Regions from separate parts of the Delphinus delphis genome. Here region 1 is linked to region 2. The links are chromatin contacts, called in public Hi-C maps. All regions are on one chromosome and are shown on one strand. Each heading gives the region's core, a stretch centred on a gene start, on an enhancer-like site or on the middle of the called end of the contact. The rest is flanking DNA. Distances are from core to core; before and after follow the strand shown.

Region 1 (5,551 bases), core at 2,629-5,128, 180 kb after region 2:
TGTATAAATGGATAAAGAAGATGTGGTATATATACATACAATGGAATACTACTCGGCCATAAAAAAGAATGAAATAATGCCATTTGGAGCAACACGGATGGACCTAGAGATCATTGTACTAAGTGATGTAAGTCAGACTGAGAAAGACAAATACCATATGATATCACTTACATGTGGAATCTAAAATATGACACAAAGGAACTTACCTATGAAACAGAAACAGACTCACAGACATAGAGAACGGACTTGTGCTTGACAAGGGGGAGGGAAAGTGGGGGAGGGATGGACTGGGAGTTTGGGGTTAGCAGATGCAAACTCTTATATAGAGAATAGATGGACCACAAGGTCCTACTGTATAACACAGGGAACTATATTCACCATCCTGTGATAAAACATAATGGACAAGAATAAGAAAAAATGTGTATATATATATATGTATGACCAAATCACTTTGCAGTACAGCAGAAATTACAACATTGTAAAACAACTATACTTCAATAAAATAAACTTTAAAAAACACCTCCCTCGATTTTCTAGTCAGGCAGAATGTGATTTTCTCAATCATCAGCTGGAAGCAGACTGGTGAGCACGGCACAGCGCCACAGCAAAGTGCGTCACTTGCATAGCGGGAGCTCCTTCCGCTATGAGAGGAAGAGCGCAGCCAGAGAACACACATCAGATAAGACATTAAAATCAGGATGCGGCCATTTACTTTTAACAAATGCTTCCAAAATGGCAAGCTCTGAAGTCCCAGCCTTCCAAAGTAGCCACTTTGAGGTTTTCCCCAATTCCTCTGTGGTTTCAACTAGATTAAACAACATTTCTCACTTCCTGCCTTGTAATAAGTTACATCGTATCACTACGGAGATAGGGAGCAGACTGTTAACGGCGTAAAGCATCCCTGTGGAAATCCTAACAAGGCCCAGCTCCAGCGGCTGAAGATCAATACTGCTGGGCTATTCTAGTTCTTCCACATACTGGGGTTTATCATTCTCAGGATTTCACTGTGTGATGGAACAAGTATGCCACTGGGATCCCAGAACAGAACTACCAGAAAAGAATTTGGGGAAAAAATATAAATATACGTATATTCTTTGGAGAATGAAACTGTTCTAAACATGTGATCTATATCTGAGGGTAAATGAAAGGACTCTTTGACTTGCTTTTTAATTTTTATCGTAATGTCTGGGTCCTTGTTCTCTTCTTCTCCAATCCCACAATTTCTATATTCATATGACCAGTTCCAGGCCTCACATGACACAGAAGTTAACGCAAAGGGCCCTTGATTCTCATGGATCGTTGAGTTATGCAAACAACCACAACCGTTAGAAGTTGAGCAATCCTTTTAGGGAGAAAATGTCTGAATCCAGAGTCTGGGCAGCCTAGAATCCCGTGCCATAAAGGGTGTTGACATCCTGGTATGACATACCTTCCCACGCCCCAAGATCTCCAAATCTATTCCTGAAGGAAAAACTCGAAATGAAAACTGTCTCTTGGAAAATGTGTCACTTAAGTTTTTACAGGTACAGAAGATTTTCCAATGTTAAGTTTGCAAAAAACAGCCCGTCACTGGTACTCATATGCTGTGGACGAGCACCCCAAATTCAAGCTGAAGGATGGGTTCCCAAGTTACCCCTGCCAGGGTGAGTGAATCACTTTTTGATGCAACTCAAAGCAATGTCGTTAACGATGGTTAACATCAAGTCTACCATAAATAAAAAATCGAACCTCATCAGCTTTGTGAACAAAATGTAGGATAATTCCATTCTCTAGAAATGAAATGACTGTATACCATCATACCAAGTAGGGTGGCTTTCCCAGGCAACGGGTTCAAAAGTATACAACCTGTCATTCTAGGTGCAGCCCGTTCAATAAATAGAAAAAAAGCATCTTACCAGATGGGAGAGGAAGTGAGCAAAGTCAGAGTTTTAATTTCTTTTTTAAGTTCCTTCACTGAGGCTGAAAACAATGGAAACAGAACTATAAAGACACTTTGTAAGGTACATGGATGAACTTCCTCACATTCACGCACCTGAAATGTGTCCACTACTCGGTGAAGGAACTCAATGACAAACAGAGGTGGCACCTCCGTCTGGATCACAGCCACAAAAAAGATCTTGTGACGGTAAACACTTAGGAGATAGTGGTGAGGGGTGGAGATAACTGGAGGAACATTTTCAGCCTCAGTTGCTCGCTCTTGTGCCTCGAAAAAGTAATCGCAAACAGAACGGCTGACCACACTCTTCCAGTGTTTCTCCAGGAAAATATCTCCAGAGGAGTTGATCAAGAAAAGGCTGTGAATCATGGTGGAGGCTGTCAGTGAGAGAGGAAAGTCTTTTTCCGTCCGACAGCCTCTGCAAACGCTCAACTCTAAAAACAAGAGAAGCTCTGATCAGTTGCAGTCAACCAAAACCCCCTCCCCATCCGTGCAGCAGCCCAAGCCTTCTTACCCACCTTCCAAGACGAGACTCAAGTCTTCCGCTATTGCAGGAGCCCGAAGTATCACTCCCTAGAATTCCTAAGGGTAATTATCAGCCATCTCATTTGTCAGCTAATCATATACTGTCATCTTTACTACTGCCTGAATCATATCCACTTAAAATTCCACTTAATTTTTGAGTGTCTATTTTCTCAACTGGACTGGCAGCTCCTTGAGAAGAAAAGTCCCTGCCTCATGTTTTTTGTTGCCTCCTTGTAACAAGAGGGCTTCAAAGAACACTGATGAGTTTCATGTATTTGGCAACAATACACACCTATAAGAAATGGTTATGTTTGTGTAGTCTCATACAGTAGCCATCGGACAAATGGGGCCACTGAGTACTTCAGATGTGGCTGGTCCAAACTGAGATGTGCTGTGAATGTAAGACTCGCACCAGATTTTGAAGGCTTTTTATGGAAAAAAAAAAAGAATTTAAGATAGCTTACCAATAATTTAATATCAATTAATTAAGTCAATTAATAATATTAACTTAATACGGATTATACTTAATATTGATATTTTGGATATATTGGGTAAATAAAAGATATAAAAATTAATTCAACTGGTTTATTTTTTAAATGTGCTTACTAAAACATGTAAAATTACACAGTATGTGGATCGCTGCCTATTTCTACTGGATAGCGATGGTCCACGGAATAGAGCTGTCGTGATCTTGATTTATCCAGTCAGACCCCATTTTCTAACTACATGTTATGCCAAGGCTCTACATTGGATGCCTTTAAAAAAAAAAAATCCCTCTGGGGGGATCCCCCAGGTCCCTCAGGCGGCGGCATCTCTACGGTGCCAGTCCCCAGAAACGAGGCGGCCGCGCGGGACCCCAGCTGTGGCCACTCCGCTAACTGGTCCAGGTGGCCAAATCGCGAAGGCCTGTTGTAACAAGTGCCTCAGGGTGAGCTTAATCTCTCTGCCGGCGACGAGGCTGCGGGAGGGAGAGGGGCCGGGGAGCCACGCTGTGGCGGCGCAGAGTCGGCTGCCAACGAGGGTTATTTCTGCGCTGGTCGCAGGGAGGATGGAGGCAGCTTGGGGCGAGGTAGACGCGGGCGGATTAAGGTGTGCGCACGATCCGGGGCTGAAAAGGGTCGCACGTCTGCGCACCTGCGTCGCCATGACAACAGTGTCCCCTCCTCCCCCAGCCCTCCGGCCGGAGCAGGCCACCTCCCTAGACCGGGACTCAGCCGCTCACCTCTCCCTGCTGCATCACGCAGCTCGGAGGATCGGTCAGGCGGCACCCCGTGGCCCCGCCCCTGCCCCGCGCGCCCCCGCTCAGACCCCCGCGCGCCCCCGCCCAGACCCCCGCGCGCCCAGCCCCACCCGGGACCCGGGTCATCAGCCCTCCTTACCCCACTTGCTCTTCGCAGCGCCCACCGTTCGGCCGCGCGGGCAGGCCCCGCCCCCAGGGGCCCCCCCGCGCCCGCCGGCCGCCGCTCGCCCGCTGATTGGCCGGCCAGCGGGACTCTCGCCAGCACCGCCCGCGACGGAGGTCTGAAGGCCGCTCATTGGGCATCGGCGATCCATTGCTCCCCTCTGATTGATCGCGATCCGCCTCTCACCCTGTTCTGGAGCCCCCAATTGGCCCTTGTTCAGGCTCCGGTAATCTCTGATTGGTGCAGCTCTGGGACTCTGAGCCCTGATTGGCTGTCATGAACAGTTGGCGGACCGCCCGGCCCCTAGCCACCCAGTCACAAAGGGCCCGGGTGTCTTCCCTGCCACCTGCGTAACCGCGGAGTGCGCCTCGAAAGGAATGCAAAAAGTGTGACTTACAGGGCACGATTTATCGAAGAGCATATCATGGATAATAAATCCTGAGCAGTAATAACTACTCTCCATTAAATAAGTGCATTTAAAAAGGGACGTGATGCCTTTTCATTTACGTGCATTGAGTAAAGGTGATTGGCTGTAACGGCGTCCTGTCAAGAGCTCTGAACCAGGATTCAGGCGGCCTCTTTCAGCCCCAGCTGGACCACCACCTGCTCGACCTTGGGCAAGGCACTTAACCTTTCAGAGTCTCAGTTCCCAGATCTGAAAATGAGAGGGTTGGGCAGGTCTCTCTCCAAATTGCAGTGGAGCTCTGATGACTATTTTGAGTCAAGCCACTGTGACCCAGAAAAGCATGCAGTAGAAGTCAAAAGACAAGGTTAAACCTAGTTGTTAAGTGGGATGGGGTGTGGAAGGGGTTTGCCGCGGTGCCTGGACATTGAATATGTTCAATAAAATGGTAAGCTGTGGTGATGATGGTAACAATGCCCCCGACAAGGAGCGCGTCTCCCTGCCTGTGCTGTGGTTTTCACTTGGAGCGGCAGCTCCTCCTGACACAGGACCATGATAGGCGTTTACTGAAAGTGGCATGGATTGTTCCTTGCCATACTTGCTAAGGGCAGATAGTTGGCTAATTTTGAACGAAGTCCGAGAGACAACCCCAAATCAGAATGGCTGAGTCATGAGGCATCCTCCTGTAGGGTTAGGGGCTCTGGTGCCAGACCCCCGGGTTTGAATCCTGCTCCAACACTTTACCAGCTGTGTCATTGAGAAAGTATCTTAACTTCCCTAAACGTCAAGTTCCTTACTTTCAAATAAGGACACTAATAGTACCTACTTCAGTACCTACTTCGGAAAGTTGTTGTGAGGACTGAGTTAGAAAAGTGTCAGCGATTGTTACTGCCTAAGAAACAGCACAAGATACAATTACACACGGTTACTAAGCAATGTGTGTCTAAGGTGCAGAGATGCTATCACTGCTGCGGGCATTTCTCACTCATTCACTGAATTAACCTTTGCTGAGAGCTTCCTGTGTATGAAGCCCTGTGCTGGGCATGCTGCAATGACCAACATCACAGGCCGAGTCTCTTGTCAGAGAGCCTGGCTGAGAAGACAAATGAGAAGCAATTACAAAACGGTGTGATGAGCAAGGAGCACATGGGGGGGGGGGCAGGGCGTTGCTGGTGGAAGGGGCAGACTTAGAGTCAGGGAAGTCCATCTAAACTGAAACCTGAAAGAGGAATACAGATTCCACTGGGGGAAGGACAGAGAAGAGTACATGTGGAAAGCTCTAGA
Region 2 (4,827 bases), core at 1,904-4,403:
ATATGTTAAAAAAAATCTTAAATCCACCCCCTCCCCCAATAAAAACACTCCAAGCTTGAAAAAGTATGCTTGAAACACATTAATATTATTCCAAGAAAGCAGTGAAATCTGCCCGTGTGGGTCACGGCAGCTTCGGAGGCAAATTTCATCTTGTGGGAACCCATCAGATGGGTACATGTGTGAGCTCTTCGATCAACTTGCTCCCTAAACTTACCAGTTTCTTAGCTTCTGCTCCACTCTTTATTTTGTGTGGGTACTTTGCTATCACAGATGCTGCTTTTCTACAAGTAAAAAGAACAAAAAAAAGGAAAACCAATTGGAAAGCCAGCAAAGTATTAGTTTTTCTTAAACTGGAATATACATACAAACAAATATGCAGCTTAAACTTTCACCAAGGTGAACTTATCTTCCACATCCGTGTAAAACTTTAAAACTCAATGAGCTGACAGACCCCCTGCATCTCTAACTTGTAAAAGTATCCTGAAAACCCTCGCATTTGAGAATAACACAGTTTCAACCGTATATGTAAAACTAGGGAGATCCAGGAAACCAGTAGGCTTTCCTTTCTGGGATTAAGTGGAAAATATCATTGAGCTTTTTTTTTAATAGCTAGTTTTTAGAAATTGTTCATAACTCTCCTTTCATAAAAAATGTGCCACCTAGAAGTATTCAAACTACTACGTACCAAACTGGCTTATGGATGGTTATTTTTAAATTCATGGCTTAAAACTGTATTCCCCTATGTCCTTGTACCAGTTCTTCTTTTTCATTGCTCTCATTTCGGTTCCACGTAAAGCAGTGACCTGTATCCTTGCCATCTCCACACATACCTAGCTCAGTAGTCTGGTGACAGATTGGGTCCACCCTGGGAGCTCACTGATGGTATCCTGTCTATAATTTCAATGCTAAATGTAGTTTTGGATAGTCTTTGAAGCCTTAGTTTTTCACTCTGTTCTAGCACATATAACCTTCAGATTTGGATTTCGACTTCTGTATTAGCATGTTACTGATGATGAGTCTGGAAAGGTAGGCTGAGGGCAATTTGTGGAGGAAATTGTTTCAGCAAAGACAAGCAGTTCCACATAATTGGCACTATGGCACAAAGCCTGAAAGGGAAGAAGAATTAAATCAGGAAAGACCTTTTGTATGCAGATGCTTTGGGGTTTTATCAAGGTAAAGAGGAAATATTTAATTCAAGAGAATACTTTGGTCACATCAAGAGAAATGTATATGGGGACTGGGGGCTGGGGAGGAGCCTGCAGGGGTGGTAGGGCATCACCTGCTTTTCCAGACTTATTGCCCACTCAGACTATACCCCTTATGCAAACTGAATTACTGACTTCCTAGAAAATGCAATACCCCTTCGTGTCTCAGTGCCTTGGCTCATTTTGTTTCCTTTCTCTAGATTGTTCCTCCTCTCCCTTATCTCCTGATGGGCTCCTTGAAGACTAAACACCTCCTCTCTGAAGCCACCTGAGACTCAAGTAGAATACGGGGTTGAATCGCTCTCTGATTTTGAGATCATCAAATGTGTGGACAACAGTACAAATATTTTACGGAGGAATTCACAGGAGGCAACGAAAGGGAGTGTAATCAGCTTTTAGTTATGGTGAGTGAGAAGCAAAGATGGGAGTTGAGTTTAGTTTTGAAAGGGTAGAGACAAAGGTAACATAGGCTTGAAAATCTGGAGAAAAGCCCAGTGAATACAGATCTGGAGTCACTGACTGGTATTCAAAGCCAAGAATGGTAAGATTGCCAAGGAAAGTATAAAAGTGAGAAAAGAGGGCTCAGGGCAGACCTCTGGGAACTACCAACATTAAAAGGTAAGATACAAGAGGAGAAAGAACAGAAGATTGTGCCATCATGGAAGTCAAGATGATGCCACTGAGAGTCCAGTAAGATGAGATACGGGTGAGAACCTTTTCAGAGGAATGGCAGGATGGAAATTACACTGCAATGAGATAAAGAATGACTGGGGATGAGGAAATCCAGGCAAGGAATACAGATTATTCAAGGTTAACTGTAAAGTGGAGGAAAGAAAAAGGTGCTAGCTAGAGGGCAGAGGGAGGTGAAGAAGATTGCTTTGTTTTTGCTCTTAAGAGCTGAGGGACTTGGACATGTTTACAGATTAAAGGGGCGGAAGCAGGCGGATATGGCATTAACGGCTAGGATAACGGCCCTGGTGAAATGGACAAGGATGAGATTCAAAAGGTGACAGATCAGCCACACACCAACCAGATGGAAAGATTCCCCTGAACCACATCTACTTTACAGCACAGACCTCACCCACTGTCTTTCATTATGACTTAAAATCAAACTGCATTTTCAGTAATTCACGTTCAATGATGGGAAAAATATGTCTTAGCCTATTTTCAATCAGAATTGGCAACTAATCAAAACTGATCCTACAGAACTCTGCCCAAATTCTCCCAGAAATATCGCAGTAAAGTGCCACCAGAGTCAATACCCTCAGTTCTTGCTTTTTATCCCCTCCTACAGACGGTCCTCATATCCACTGGACCCTCAGCCCTGTTAATTGCCACACATCCGAGAACGCATGCTAACAGAGAATGCCCCCCCGTCCCACCTGTAGGCATTGTACTTGTGGATAGCCTGGTTCACGTTCTTCTCAAAGTTTGCGAGTTCTGAAAAGGCAACAAGAGGCTCGGTGAACAAGAACCACGAGTAAACAAACGAGAACTGAGTTTCCTGGAAGGAGGCGTAACGACCTCTTAAGGGACAGGGACCTCCCCGCTTGTACACCGGCCAGGCTAAGGGCAGCCCAAGCGTGACTCAAGGGTCTCCAGCAGGACTGACAATCTGCCACCGGCGCCGGAGGAAGATCTGCACGGAAGACTCCGGGCTGCTAGGGGCCGGACATCCTTGGGCTGTCGGGACTCGAGAGAAGGAAGGGAAAGCAGCGGGGAGGGAGGAGAGGAGAAAGGCAGCGGCGCCGGGCCGGGCTAACCTGTGAGCATGTCGGTGATGCCCCCGTTGAGCGTCTCCTGCGGCGCCTTCCGTTTGCTCATGGTGGCCTGCACCCGAGGACCGCAGAGAGCTCACAGCCAGGGATGGTCCCCTTGCCCAGCTTTCGGGAGGAGCTGCGACCTGGAGAGGACGCAGGATCAGCCCAACGCGGCGAAACCAGCGCGACTGGCTGAACAATGAGGGCTTCTGACTGGGGGGGCGGGGCGCGGCGCACGAGTGACGTCACAGGGAGGGGCGGGGCCGGTGGGGGACCCAATGCCAGGGGGCGGGGCCGGGGAGGGGCCTCAACGGCGAGAGAGAAAAAGGATCCTGGAGCCTGCAGGACCGGGAGGAGGATGTTGGACCCGAGCTTAGATTTGGCGGAAGGGAAATGGGAGCCTCAGGATTACAACCCAGTGGGGTTCCTATGGGAAGACTTGGACTCCTAACCTAAGGCGTTGTACCTGTCTTCCCAGGCATAACGTTTTCTTCAGTCCTCTCCGTAGAAGGGAAGTCTGGTTTTGACTCTGAAGTCAAAACTTCAGATGGTGGGGTATGTAAGATGATGGGGTATGTAAGATGATGGGGTGCGAGTAGAGTACATAGGCCGCAATGCAGTCCCCGCTGCAGAGGAGTCCTGTAAGGCTGCGGCAGGAGTCTGGAATGAAATCTGCCGATCACAGGAATGCCTCCCATACTAAACTTTTTAGCAGATATGCCAACCAGTGTCAAAAGATATTTTATGTTTTATTCCCCTCCTTTTGCGGCAGGGGCCAAAGTGAAAAAAACACTAAGAAGCCCTTAACCTAGATAATGAGCAATGCAACTGTCATTACAACATGATGACCTATAACTGAAAAATTTATAGTTCTGCTTAAGAAATGGAAATGTGACATCAGCAATATGTTACTTACAAGAGTAACTCCTGGGGTTCGTACTCAACTGCCAATTCCAGGCAATTGCTTTGTGTATAAATAAATTAAAAGCTTAACAAAATGATACATGGTTGCTGTAGAAAAATCTAAGAAATATATAAAAGGAGAATAGAAAAGTAACATAAATGATTATCTCACCATCCAGTTTAACCACTATCAATATTTTGGGACATATACTTCCAGTCTTCTAATCCAGTCCTTTCTAAATCCTTTTCAATAATGGAATAATTATTTAGATAAAATAAGTTTTTGTGATTAGGCTGTGTGGGTTTTTGTTGTTGTTGTTGTTCTTATTTACACTGTCAGTGTACATCTTAAATTATGCTTCTTGGACATTTGTATTTCTTCTTTTCTGAATTTCCTATTTATATCCTTTGTTCATTTTTCTTATTTATTTATTTATTTTTGGCTGCGTTGGGTCTTCGTTGCTGCACTCTTGGTGCACGGGCTTCAGTAGTTGTGGCACACAGGTTCAGTAGCTGTGGTGCATGGACTTAGTTACTCCATGGCATGTGGGGTCTTCCTGGACCAGCGATTGAACCCATGTCCCCTGCATTGGCAGGTGGATTCTTAACCACTGTGCCACCAGTTCATTTTTCTAATGGGGTAGTTGTCTGTTATGAACTTGTTAGATTTTTAAAATATTACTACTAACACTTTTTTGTATATTTTACTTGTAAAGTTTTTGTAAGTATTTGCACTATCCTCTTGTCCCTTGCCTTTTAACTTTATTCTAAAGCTTCTTGCCACCTTGATTCCCACCTTCATTTAGATATTCTCTGTTCTCCTTTTCTCCTATGCAATCTCTATTCCAGGTTATGTTCATATTATTTGGTTCCGAAGAATGATCATTTCTCATTTTAAAAAAAAGTTTTTATTCACCTCTGGATAATGAAAGTTACAACTTTAGGGAACTGTGGGATCC

What was found. A called contact is a pair of places that touch in the nucleus more often than the background predicts.
Region 1: a contact with region 2 is called in a Hi-C map of muscle, with 4 times the contacts expected there. The contact joins the promoter of AP3M2 here to the promoter of POLB in region 2. A contact is called at or near these places in 2 of 3 Hi-C or Micro-C datasets (lung and muscle).

The regions. Positions count from the first base shown.
Region 1 is chr21:3,014,269-3,019,819 of mDelDel1.2, forward strand. It overlaps AP3M2 (adaptor related protein complex 3 subunit mu 2), which reads right to left and starts at 3,879. Exons shown (of 9, transcript XM_060001517.1): 1 at 3,841-3,879; 2 at 2,033-2,313. The coding sequence starts at 2,305.
Region 2 is chr21:2,839,441-2,844,267 of mDelDel1.2, forward strand. It overlaps POLB (DNA polymerase beta), which reads right to left and starts at 3,154. Exons shown (of 15, transcript XM_060001072.1): 1 at 2,969-3,154; 2 at 2,588-2,645; 3 at 215-281. The coding sequence starts at 3,029.